Regions from separate parts of the Mus musculus genome. Here region 1 is linked to region 2. A link is a contact called in public promoter capture Hi-C data. All regions are on one chromosome and are shown on one strand. Each heading gives the region's core, a stretch centred on a gene start, on an enhancer-like site or on the middle of the called end of the contact. The rest is flanking DNA. Distances are from core to core; before and after follow the strand shown. Region 1 holds the start of Smim15 (small integral membrane protein 15). Region 2 holds the start of Cenpk (centromere protein K).

Region 1 (6,031 bases), core at 2,471-4,970, 3.8 Mb after region 2:
CATTAAATGACAAAGGGCAAAAGGATGTAGGTCACACACAGGACAGGACTAGGCACTTGGGTGGCATGTGCCACACACCTGGGTTCAGCCCAGTACTGCAACAATGATACAGTGATGTTCATACTTTTGAGGCAACTAATCCTGGGGTTTACATTCTAAAAAACTGTCTAGGTTACTGTCTAGGAGAGACAAGAAGCCAGTAAACCCAGACTGAAGAGCCGTGCAAGCAGAGCAGTGGTGGCTGTGGAGGACTCGGGTGGGAAGGCAGCAATTGTTTGCCAGCCCCCTTCATAGGCATTAGCTCTGCAAAGGCATAAAAGCAAACTCCCAAGAAGTCATCAACAAAAACAAAAGCCATCTCTGTGTGTGTGTGTGTGTGTGTGTGTGTCTGACCTTCCATGAGTCGGGCTCTGGGGATGGAATTCAGCCTTGATTGCCAGCGTCTTTACCCTCTGTCTCTTTAGCCCCAGAAATGATAATCTTGCATTACTCCCTGTTGAGTTTCTTACTCTTTTGAGTACTAATTGTTTTTCCTAAGCTCCTACACCGATGAGTCTGTGAGTGTAAGACACATGCCTTTAATTTAAGCAGACGTTTCTTAGTAGTATTAGCTAATATTGATACTTTCAGTACTGCCCAATAATACCAAATGTTGGTTAAAAATAACAACTGAAATAACACTGTCTGGCCTGATAGGCCCTAATGAGTTTTCTAGAAAGAGTCTGATAGACACTTCATAGATAAAAGAAGCTGAAGAGAAACTCCCGAAGTGTAATCTACCAGAAGAGGAGGCTATAGTGGGATGAATCACTGATGGGTCGATAAATGGAGAAGTGAGAGCTCTGCACAGAGGCAGGTTATGCACGTTCACACAAGCAGCCAACCAGCACGGCTGGAAACGCCTTCCCCAGCACGCTAGCTCTGAGACATGCTGCCACCACCTGGACACTAGGCAAGTCGGGGATTTTAGTTTTTGTCAGCAGTGACAGACTCTAAAAACATAACTCCACTTTGGGGGCCGGGGGTGAGGGGGAGGGGAGAAAAGAGAAAACATTTCTGCCAAGACTGGAGTGAGCAGAGATTTTGATAAAATAAGTTTAGAATCCTGCTTTACTTTTTAAGTCTTCTGTTGTTAAACTGGAAAACCTGTATAAGAACATGAACTTTTGATGGGTGATTTAGTTCGGGATTAGTGACAGTATTTGAGAGGCACTGACTTCAGTACTGGGTACACAGAAAGTACTCAACTGATATTTAAATAAGGTTATGAAATAAAATTCAGGGATAAAACCCAATTCCATCAAAAGAAGTTACATATGTACAGGGTTACTGGAGGGAAGGAAATAAGGCCAAGTACAGGTGAGAGACCTTTCAGCATCTTTTAATCAGAGCAAATAACATTATTACAACAACAGAATCTTATTCAGGGTACATGCCTTTCATTGACACATGGTTAGAGTGAGACTTAACTTTGTACTTACAAACATTAAAAAAAAAAAAGACTTTAGAAACTAAGGAATGACAAGTCTACCAGGAATTACCTTACAAGAGAAAAGCAAACGAACAATTTTTTAAAGGCTTTGTGCAATAACAAATATTGTGCAGCTGTTCCTTGGCTTCAGAGCTGCTATGTGGGCTGCTTTAATCCTGCACACACAGCTTTTCCTAGTCTGCTCTCCATGGGAACTACCTTAACACCCTACCTCTTCTCTGAGACAGGGTCTCAAGTAGCCCAGAATGGTTCAAACTCACTGTACGCCTACCAAGGTTGTTCATCTTCCTGTCTTCACCTCTCAAGTCTCGGGGTTACACCTGGCTAAAATCTGCTTCTTAAGAACAAGGCAGAACGTATTAGTTGTTATCTCATAATGCATTTGGGACATTTGGGAGAATAAAATCCAAGTTAAGACAACGGTGGTGGTGACCGCCCACCATCCCATTACTTAAGAGAGTGGACCACAATGACCCAGAGCTCAGGTAGAGTCTGGGCTACATAGCAAGAGTCTTTCAAACAAACCCGTGACTACTCCCTCTCCCAGAAAGGATAAAGAGCTAGGGGACTGGCCAGATACACTAATTTACTGATCTGAAGGGGCCCGAATGATCAGAGGTCAACTAGAATGCCCTCTAGATATACGGGAGGAAAAGGCTCAGAGAGAATGAGTGCTGTAGGGGCATCAGTACAGAGACTAGAAAGCTGACCTCGCCATGGAACAGTCAGCCCATGGTTTGGGAGCCTATCTTACTTATCATCTTTGGTTAAGGTAATGCAGGCCCCAGTAAGGCTGTCCTCCATGGCAACCTCTATGCTGTTCTTGGGCTTGCACAGGCCTGCCTAATACACCAGAAGAGAGAGCCCTAAAATCTGAGTGTGAAGGCTAGGTCTCCAATAGCCAAAGAAGCTTGCTGCTTTCTTTCTCTCCGTTGTAAGTGTGTGTACTGTGCACGATTAGGCTGGTGCACCCCCTCCTCAGTTCCTTCCTTACGGTACTGCTTCCTTTTATTCCCAAGACTTGCGGGGACCCTGGGTCCTTTAGAGATAAAACAGAGCAACACACTGGGAGGCAGAACTTGTGAGGAACCATCTACTGAAGTGAACATGTCACGGATACAAGCCGGTTATGGATACAAGCCGGTTATGGGTACGCTTGTTTGTACAGGTTTTAAGCAATCCTTCAGGCTTTCACACAAGAATAAGAAAACCACGGCTGCCATTACAATATGCAGCCATTAGCATATACCCGGGTAGCAGTATTTTAGATCCTTAGATTAGCTGCCAAAGTCTGCTCCTTGGTAAATAATGGTTACTGTTGTTATACTCTAACTACTCATACATGTCTCGGCTTGCTCCTCAAAGGGAACGCTCACAGTCTCTCAGGAATAAAAACTTGCTTTATTTGGCACACAACAGCGAGGAGGTCTTGCAACATTCGCCAGAGGCAGTCAAACAGAGCAAGTAGTTCAGGCAAGCAATCACAAAATTTGAGCACCAACCAAACCAGAGCTAATCTTTCCGTCCCTGTAGATTAGGAGACCCATTTAACGCACCCCTTTCTGCTTGTTGACTTTTTGAAGTCCTTTATTTATGTATTGCGATCTCTATGCCCTGACAGTTTAATTATTGACAGTTTACTTTGGGGCAAGTATCGACCATTCCTTTGTGAAGTAAGTTAGGCTCTTAAATGAAAAACAAACAACGGAACCTCTTTCCCACAGCGTGGCAGCATTTCCCCCTGCTACCAAGGTTCACTGGACACATCCCAGCCGGGCTGCTGCTTGGCCAAATCTTTAAATATTTAACTATTGTTCAACTCTACAGCATGAGTGAGGGGCGAGTTAGGGAACACGCCAGTCCTTCCACGGCCTCGAGAAGGCTCTAAGGAGACTGCGGGGTCCCCCTCGTGTCTAGCTGCGGCTCTCTGGGCTGAGAGTCCCCTGGACGAACTCCTCACCCACTCCGTCTCCTCGCCGGCGTCCCACGCAGGACGCGAGGCCACGATGCCCCACCTGCAGCGCACACGAAGCGGCGCGCGGCAGCATCCCCGACCGCGGACACGAAGCCTCCGCGCCTCGCCTCGCCTCGCCGCGCCGCCCCTCCCCGCCCTCCCGCTATGGCTCTAGACATTGCGCCGCCGGAAACCCGCCCGCCACTTCCTCATCCCGCCCCGCCCCGCCCCGCCTTCGGGCGGGACCTGAGCGGAGCGGCTTCCGCTTTCCACTTTCCTGCCTGGCGGTGAGTGGGAATGGGAGCGGGGATCCCCTAGGGCTGCGGTGGCTTGCTGTAGCCTAAGCTGAGCGTGTGGCCGGGCTCTCCCGGCTCTCTGAGCTCCTGACCGCGGGTCCTGCCCGGCTTCGCTCGGCGGGGCGGCGTCCTTAGCCGGTGAGGCCGACTGATGGCCGTGGACATGGCCCGGGGCAAGGAGAATGCTAAGCGGGGAAAGTTAGGAGAGAAGCTGTAAGTCTAGAGACGCCTGGTGCAGCTCCGGGTCCCCTAGGCTTTGTGAGGTGAAGGAATGTGCCTGAAAGTAAGGCGAGGATGTTTTGGTGCGAGACTGAGGTGCTCTCGAGATGTGTGGCCTGTGGACCGTAACTTTGCCATAGCCTAGTCATCAAGTCGCGCTAGTCTTATTTGCAAAGTTGGGCGGATTTCGCAGACTTGTATTTAGTTCGTTACTGGACTCGAGAAAGATCGATCTTTCTTGGACCTTCCTGCAAACTGGTTACAACTGGGCGAGGGCGTAGCGACAAGGGACTGGATGGTTAACGTCTCCAGAAAGTTTAATGTGCTGAAAGTAGGGGCATGGTTTCTGATACAAATACGGAGATAGCATGGGGACATGGAAGTTAAATCCAGTGATAGTTTTCTTGATGTGACGGGTTGTGGGTACCATAATTATTTTGGTAATTCTTTATTTTCTTGTAAGGTACATTAATTGAACTACAGACCACAAAACCTTTAAAGAGCAAAGCATAGTGTTTGACTTTGTAACGATGTACCCAATCCAACGAATAAATGAGGATTCTTAAGTACAAGCAGTTTAAATTCTTGGTTGGTCAGCGGTGGAGCATCTGTCTACTGTGCTCTACTAGGCTTTGGGTTGGATCCCCAACAGTAGACGCAAAGATTAAAAATCTTTATGGGTATGGTACCTGTAACATGTCAGCCAGCCAGCTTGATTTTTTTTATGTTAGTGAAAGTCATTATTATTCAGACAAAACTTTAGTACTCAAATAATTTACGTAGAATACTTGGCTTCTACGAATTAGAACTCTTATTTTGGGACATTTGCAGTTGTAATTTAGGGAGAAATAGGTGTTAAGAGGCTATACTATTATAGAAAGATGTTTTTACTTGTTTGTGTTTAGAGGAGAATTTAGAGGTTTTTTTTTTTTTTTTTTTTTTTTTTCCATTTCTAATCTTACTGTAAAGGTATCTTTTATTCTCCTGTTGTAATTGTCATCTTTGAGGCTTACTGCTCAGTCTGCTAACCCAGGCCTAGTCCCGGAAGCTTCTAGCCTCCACACAATCTTATCTAGGCCTAGAGTGTTTTCAGCTTCTGAGACTTATTGCTGAAAAGCGCATCCTTTCTTGTTCTTCCTGTGTGCTGGCTAACTCACTTACTCAGCTAGCTGTTCTAGCTCAAACTCCTCGCCAAGTTGACTGATTCAATCTGGCTTCTCTTTCTCCTCTTCTGAATTGCTCTGCTTGACCTCAGACTCTAGCAATGTGTTCTGCTCTTCTGGCTTCTCATCCTCTGGCTCATTGTCTTCACCTGTGTCTAGCTTGTTCTCTCTCTCCAGCCTGTCTCTGTAAAACTCTCCTGGTAAAACTGCCTTCTCCTTTCTTCTTTCTCTGTGCTGCTCTCTTAACTAGCCTCTTTTTCCTCTTTCCTCTTTTGAGGGCTGGGCATATCCTGTATCAAATCTTTCTCTGATTCATCACTTTGACATCACTTTCAAATATGGTGCTTCCTTCTACAAACTAACTTTACCTTGTTTGGGATTAAAGGTTGTATACTAAGGGCGTGTCTGCATTCCAGGCAGAGGGACCAAAGGTGTGTGCTAAGGAGCGGGGAGGGCACACTACAGCACAATCTTGGGGTTCACAGTGTGATCAAAATATCCTGCAACTATCTTACAATAGTTATGACTTGATTGTCTTCTTTTCTAGCTCATCCATGTATATGTATATAGAATTTAACCCCCTCCACATCGTATGGTCAGACTGAAGAAGACATAACCAACAATCGTCTGAATTCTGACTGACTCACTGATAGTCCCAGGGGAAAATTAGAGGTCACTACTCTAACATAAGGTAAATGGTTTTTAAAAATCTTAGCTTGAGACTTTAGGTGGCTGTAAATACACACAAACCTTCCCTAAATGCTGGCATTGTAATTCAACCTGTAATTGAAACAGGTTGCTAGAAACAGGAACAATATAGGAAATGCCACTCAAGTCCTCACCATATTTTACCAGGTGATCCTCTGTTACCAACTCAAAAAAGACCAAGATGCACACTTACCGTGTG
Region 2 (6,479 bases), core at 907-3,406:
TAAATATATTCAAGGGAACATGCACAGAAAGAAGAGAAAGACATAATTATTTTCCTTAGGAAATAGTTTATTTTAAGACAGGCAAGATGGCTCCGAGTAACAATGCTTGCCTCTGGCAACCTGAGTTCAATCTTTGGAATCCACACAAAGGTGGATGTAGAGAACCAACTCTACAAGGTGACATTGTCCTCTGCCCTCCACTCTTGTACTAAGTATAAGCGTTCCCACCTCTCTGGTCCCACCAACACATAATATACCTGACACCCACATAGTATACATGCCTGCAAAACACCCTTACACATAAAATAATAGTAATAATAATAATAAATGTTTAAAAAATAGCTTAACTCAAAGTACTATAAAACAACCATATATCATTGTGAACATATACACACAAAAGTCTAATCTTGCCTACATTTCCAAAAATTTTAAATCACTAAGCACCTGTCATCCTCCCTCAAACTCAAACTCCATTGGTTGGCTTAAAAAAAAAATCTGGCTAAGGGAAAAGATTTTTCACATGATATACCTATTCCTGTCCCAACTCTATTGTTCATAAGACACTTGTTTCCTATGTCAGCATTTCAAAGTTTGGTTTTTCTTTTTCATTTTGTTTCGTTTTCCTTCCTAAATTATCCTTCCATTCTTTCCACCTAAGCAGTTCTTGTAGTAATATTTAGGTGAAATAATAACAGCACAAATGTTATAAAATATTCATTTAAACTTGTATGCAAAACACTGTATTGAAGTGTTGGAGCCGAAAGTACAAGATCCTTGTTCTTACATGATTAGGCTAGTAGTGTTCAGGAAGTCACATGAGTAAACACACAACTACAAAAAGTAGTAAGTGCCTCGAAGGCAAAAGCAGGATTGGGCAGAAAAAGTAAGGAGCTAACTAAAGGGTGTCACTATCCAATGTTCAAAAAGCACTGACCTAAAACCTAGACCTGTTAAAAAGCTAGCATGGTTAAAGGAGAGAAATGACTCCAGATAGAGACACTTCACAGTATCTGGACAGGAACGTAGAGGAGCCCTTGCTCAAGGACAAGGTAGGGTTTTGAGAATGGACAGAATTGGGAGTCCTGCTTGGGGAAATAAAGAGAGACAAACTGCCTCATAATCCATGTTAAGGTGTTTGGGCTTTGTTCTGAAAATAAAAGATTTTTAAATAGTTCCACAGTCAGAATTGAGATTAACGCGTGAGCGAACGAACACACACACACACACAACCCTAAGACATTTATGAAAAAGTTCCTAGAACAGTCTTTAAAACAGTAAATATTATCTCTTTACCAAACTTTAATATTATAAAATCTTGTTATTATTCACGTTAGTGGCAAAACTTTACTATATTGTCTCGAGTATGGCTTCATATCCAGCTAGCTTAAGCAACTTCCCCTGAGTTTGAAAATTCATTACTAGACGAGTCAGGGTTGAAAGCTTAAGTGTTTATGATTCTGAGAGCTCCTTCCCACACCTGCTCAATCAATATTAGGAATTCCAACTTCACACAGCAGCTATGAGGTCAAAAAAAGCATCCAAACACAGAAATACAGACAAGCACTAGTTTGTATCATCTCTGACAGTCAGGAATCAACGGTGTTCCTTTTTTTTTTTTTTTTTTTAACACGCCATACTAACACCAATTCACTCTTTAGGGAGGAAATGCAGTGAAGATCGTCCGTTCTAAGTGCACAAACCCACAATCTCACTCCCGCCCGTGGGCGTGCTTGAGATCAACCCTCCCACTCGGCCGGAGTAGCCGTCCAGCTTGCTCGCGGGCTCTCCGCTGCTACCTTTCCTCTTCTTGGCAAGGGTTGCCTCCACCGGTAAAGGCCCGACCCAGCGCTCTTCATTCTCATCATCATTTTCTTCGCTCCCCGCCACTGCCAGGGCCGGTTCTCGCTCGCTCAGTTCCGTTTTTTCTGATCCCTCTGGGTCTCGGCGCCTTCTCCTCCTCAGCTGCGAATCGCTCCCACTCTCGGTCGCCATGTCGTCCGAGGCGTTAGAAGAGACGCGACGACCGAGTGAACTAGGTTTCCCCGAGCCGCGGCGCAGCTTTTGTCCGTCAGCTGCCGGAAGCGCTTTTTGATTGGCTGCGGTGGGCGCAGCTGGTCCAATCAGCGAGCAGCGCGCGTAAACAGCGCGGCTTGGCTGTGTTGACGAGAGCGCTGAGGAGGCCGGAGGACTGAAGTGAGTTGAAACCGGCTCTGACTGGCAAAGGCCCCAGTTTTCTGTCAAGGAGGATGGCAGCTCGCGGGTTTGGGGGACCCAGGTACCCCCTAGATCGGACGCTTACGCCTTACGAACTGGAGGTCTCGCGCTTCTCGGCCTCTCGGGCCAATGCTGTTCTAGAACCTACCTGTTTTTTCCCGAAAAAGCCGAGGGGCGGGGTTGGAAGGAACTTTTTGTTAAAAAGAATGAAGTAGATTTCTATCAGCTAAACTATATATTGAAATTACTGTAATTTATAAGGTGGCCTCCCATTTAGAATATTCTTTTTGACTTGGAATGTGTATGTATGTGACGCGAGAAATTCACGAAGGGCCTGCGTGTTACGTTCCCGCGTCTCCACCTGCCTGCTCTATGTTTGACGATTAGCATATAGTCTATGAGCCTTTGCTATTTCTGGATCTTTATATTTCTGTATAGGTCTAGAATTTCCTCATCAAGTGCGACAGAGTTTTTGTCGCCTTTAAGATGTTAATTAAGATAAAAGAGGACAATTTGGGGGGAGTTGACATCTTCGCGTTATTGACACCTTTAACCTAGGAGCATGCTACCGTGTTCTGTCTATTCCAACAACAAAGCTGCATCCTGTACCACTTCTCCGTTGGTAATTTACAGGTTAAGCAATTTAAGACTTAAAAATTCCTTATGAGTAAAAAAATACATTGGGGCGGTGTTTATTCTGATTTACATCTGATGTTGTAAACTACAGGTCCTCTCTACATCCTTAAAATTACCTAACTGTACCTCATGATACACTATCATCTTTACAACAGCCATCTAGTAACCTTGCCCTGGATGACTATATTCATTAATATGCTATCTTTTGTTGTTTTAATTGGGCCACTAGTTAGTAATTTAAAGTGGGCTACTATCCAAAGTTGCTTTATATTCTTTGAGTTTTCTTAAAGACAAAAACAAAAAACAAAAAAAACCAACATTCTGTAACCTTTCCCCCTCTCCTCTTAAAATTTTGTTTGTAAACCTTATAGCCTTTATGTGATAAGCTATTTCTCTGAACCCTGACCCCTTCTGAGATAGGATTTTTCTTTTATGTCCTGACTGTCCTTGAAAGGACAGAGATTCGAATGCCTCTGCTTCTGCTTCCCAAGTGCTGGGATTAAAGGCAGGGGTCACACCACCTGGCTGTATCTGCTCTTAAAATTCAAATTCCTTGATACTTCCTCACAGTGGATCACCTTAGGTTCCATTTCACTTAGTTGGAAGAAGTAATTCAAACACACCTTCCACAAGCTCTTACCAATACATCTCCTCACCTACCTGAATTTTGCACTCTTGTTTTTCTACTGACTCTCCTGTTACAATGGAACTTTTTAAAATTTAAATCCATTCTTCATTAGGTGGACACTTAGTTGATTACATATCTGGGCTATTGTGAATGGTGCTATAGTAAACAAGATTGTAAACATCTTTTTAACATGCTAGTTTCCTTTGGATATATATCTAATAGTGGAATTACTGGATCCTGTGGTAGTTCTGTTTCTAATTTTTGCTAACATCCATACTCTTTTTTTTTTTTTAATAATGGCTATATGAAAATATTCCCTCCAACAGGTGCGTGTTCATGTTTCTCTTTTGATAAAAAGGACTTTTTGTTTTTTTAGTCACTCCTACATTCAGCAGATAGTTGTTTAATGCATGTGTCTTTTTTTTTTTTTTTTAACGTTAGTAGTTGCAGTAAGGTGAAGAAAACTATAAAGGATATGTCAGAGAATAAACAAGAAGTACATCCAGATACTATTACAGATGTGGAAGCTGTTATAGATACAGAGGAAGAACTTATTAAAGAATGTGAAGAAATGTGGAAAGACATGGAAGATGTAAGTTTCAACAGATAAAAGTGATATATTAATATAATTTTACATAATTGACTTAGGAAAGAAACCGTGTTAGTTTCCGCATAACTATTTTTTTTATAAATTATTTGTATAGATTTTATACCTAAAAGCATTCTTTTAAAAATTTTTATACTTGATAAGCTATAGAAAGAGAAAAAAAATAATGGTAGTTTTGGTTCTCAGGGAGATTTTTTTTGCTTATAGAGGTCATTCATAATATTGTATATAATGCACCATTAAGGGTATTATGGTAGAATGCAAAAAACTATACTTAGGAGAAATGTGTAAGGCATTATGAAGGAGTCAAGGTTACCTTTCTACAAGAAGTAAATGGATAATTAAGAGCCTGTGAAATTAGGACAAGACAAAAATGGAAAAGTCCGAATGTATAGTTTAAAGAGGTTAGAGAAATCTTGGTAAGATTTTATGGAAAAATATATACTAGGAAAAGGAAATCTTGTGAACTGAGACTGTAGAGAATTAGCTTGGAATAAGAACATGGATTTTGTGGAGTGGGTTCAATGGGAGATCATTAAAAGGTTGAAATTCACTGTGAAATGATTGGCTACATGAAAACAACCATTTTGTTGTGTTTTAAGACAAGAGTACAGAAACAGGATGCTTTAAGAGAATCTCGTAGTCATCCTGGTAAGGCCTGATGAAGGCCTGAATGCTGTCATTGCAAGAGTGAATTCAATAGATTCTAAGAAGGTTGGAACTAAAGGACACAAAAGTTAATAAATGCCAGATTAGAGGAAATCATGAATCATTTTAGTACCTGTTTGGGACAGTAGATGTTGACTGAATTAGTATCCAAATTAGAGAATATAGCTGTAGAAATAATACATAATTAAGAGTTATGAGTGAAACAAATATAGAAATTAAAATGTTGACCTTGAAATTATGAACTTTTTTTTTTTTAGTGAGATAGAGGCACTTGATACACTATGCTATTTTGGTAAATTTTTTTTCTTTAACATATGATATAAATCACAGACACAAGTAATATCCTACTTCAGTAAAGCAAGAGGGGTGAATGAATTTTTTATGAATATAGAGAGCATCCTGCTCTTTTCACTAAACTTTATGAGTATGAACAATGAATAACATATTTTACAAAATTATTTTGTCAAAAATCCTTGGTGCTTTATGCCACTACTATATTTACTAAATAATTCTTATAATTCTTTTTTTGTTGTTTTCCACTATAGAAAATTGCATTTTACAAAATATCTTTAAATTTTACAGAAAATTACTACAATAAGATATGAGGACAGATAAGACTTAAGCTCCTCATATTTTAACGTATCAGACAACCATTAACATTGTTTGGTATTAAAGTCAGGCAAATAATATTTCTTTGAGGCATATCATGTTAACTACTTATTTGTTTTGTTATTATTCTATAGTACTTTTTTCATGTGTTTGCTTACCTCCCATTATGTGGCTTAGAATTCATGCAAGCTAGTGGGTGTTCTAATAATCACTGTTTTAGAGAGAGAGGGGAATGCAACCAAAGTTTCTGTAGGTGCTCTACTACTTAGCTACATATACAACTCTTCCCTTTTCCTTTTGATATACTCACTTTGGAACCAGTTTGACTGCCATCTTCATCTTATGTAAAAATTTAAATAAATTCTGTAAGGCATGTTTATATGTTTTTAGAAAGGATGTTGTATTGGTCTTGTTTACAAAAGGGAGAAGGGAATTGTCTATAGTTTGTAAGTATATCACTTGTTTTTCTTTATTTTTAAATCAAGTGTCAGAATAAATTATCACTTATTGGAACTGAGACACTCACGAATGCAGATGCTCAGGTATGAACTTTTTATATTCCACTCTAGAAAATAGGTAAGCAGAATTCATTCTTTTTGTACAAAAAGTTTATGTGTTTATATTAACTCCAATAGAGCCTTGTTAATATTTATATTCTTTTTAAATTAATTAGCATGGGTGTGTGTGTGTTTGTGTGTGTGTGTGTGTGTGTGTGTGTGTGTGTGTGTGTGAGAGAGAGAGAGAGAGAGAGAAGTCCTATTGTGTTAAGAGTTCACAAGTGATCTTTTGTAAGTTTGATGATTCTTAAAGCAGATGCGTAGGACTCTATGTAGTCTACTTGTGGCTGAGATTTATGGTAGTGAAAGGATGCATTGTCAAATCAGCAAGGGAAAAAGGTACATGGGATAAAGTTGAGAGGAAATAAGATGAGAACTTTCAGGAGTTGTCTCACAATATAGTCATTTACCACTTTATATTAGCCTATCAACTTGTGAGGTGAAACATTGTTTACCCTTAGAGAAACTTGGCATCCAAAACTCTACCTTGCAGATAATCAAAATACCAGAAGATGCTTGAATAGTTTTGGCATTGGAAGCCACTCTTAAAGAGTTCGTT

Evidence for each region. Promoter capture Hi-C pulls out the DNA fragments that hold promoters and counts their contacts.
Region 1: a contact with region 2 is called in a promoter capture Hi-C map of pre-B cells. The contact joins the promoter of Smim15 here to the promoter of Cenpk in region 2. A contact is called at or near these places in 1 of 39 promoter capture datasets (pre-B cells) and 1 of 484 Hi-C or Micro-C datasets (CD4 T cells).

What each region holds. Positions count from the first base shown.
Region 1 is chr13:108,040,754-108,046,784 of GRCm38.p6, forward strand. It overlaps Smim15 (small integral membrane protein 15), which reads left to right and starts at 3,721. Exons shown (of 3, transcript NM_001048250.2): 1 at 3,721-3,733; 2 at 5,672-5,815. Gm41055 (a long non-coding RNA gene) reads right to left here and starts at 3,718. Exons shown (of 5, transcript XR_003950673.1): 1 at 3,453-3,718.
Region 2 is chr13:104,226,810-104,233,288 of GRCm38.p6, forward strand. It overlaps Cenpk (centromere protein K), which reads left to right and starts at 2,157. Exons shown (of 10, transcript NM_001377093.1): 1 at 2,157-2,193; 2 at 3,920-4,070; 3 at 5,849-5,905. The coding sequence starts at 3,954. Ppwd1 (peptidylprolyl isomerase domain and WD repeat containing 1) reads right to left here and starts at 2,035. Exons shown (of 11, transcript NM_172807.4): 1 at 1,797-2,035. The coding sequence starts at 1,992.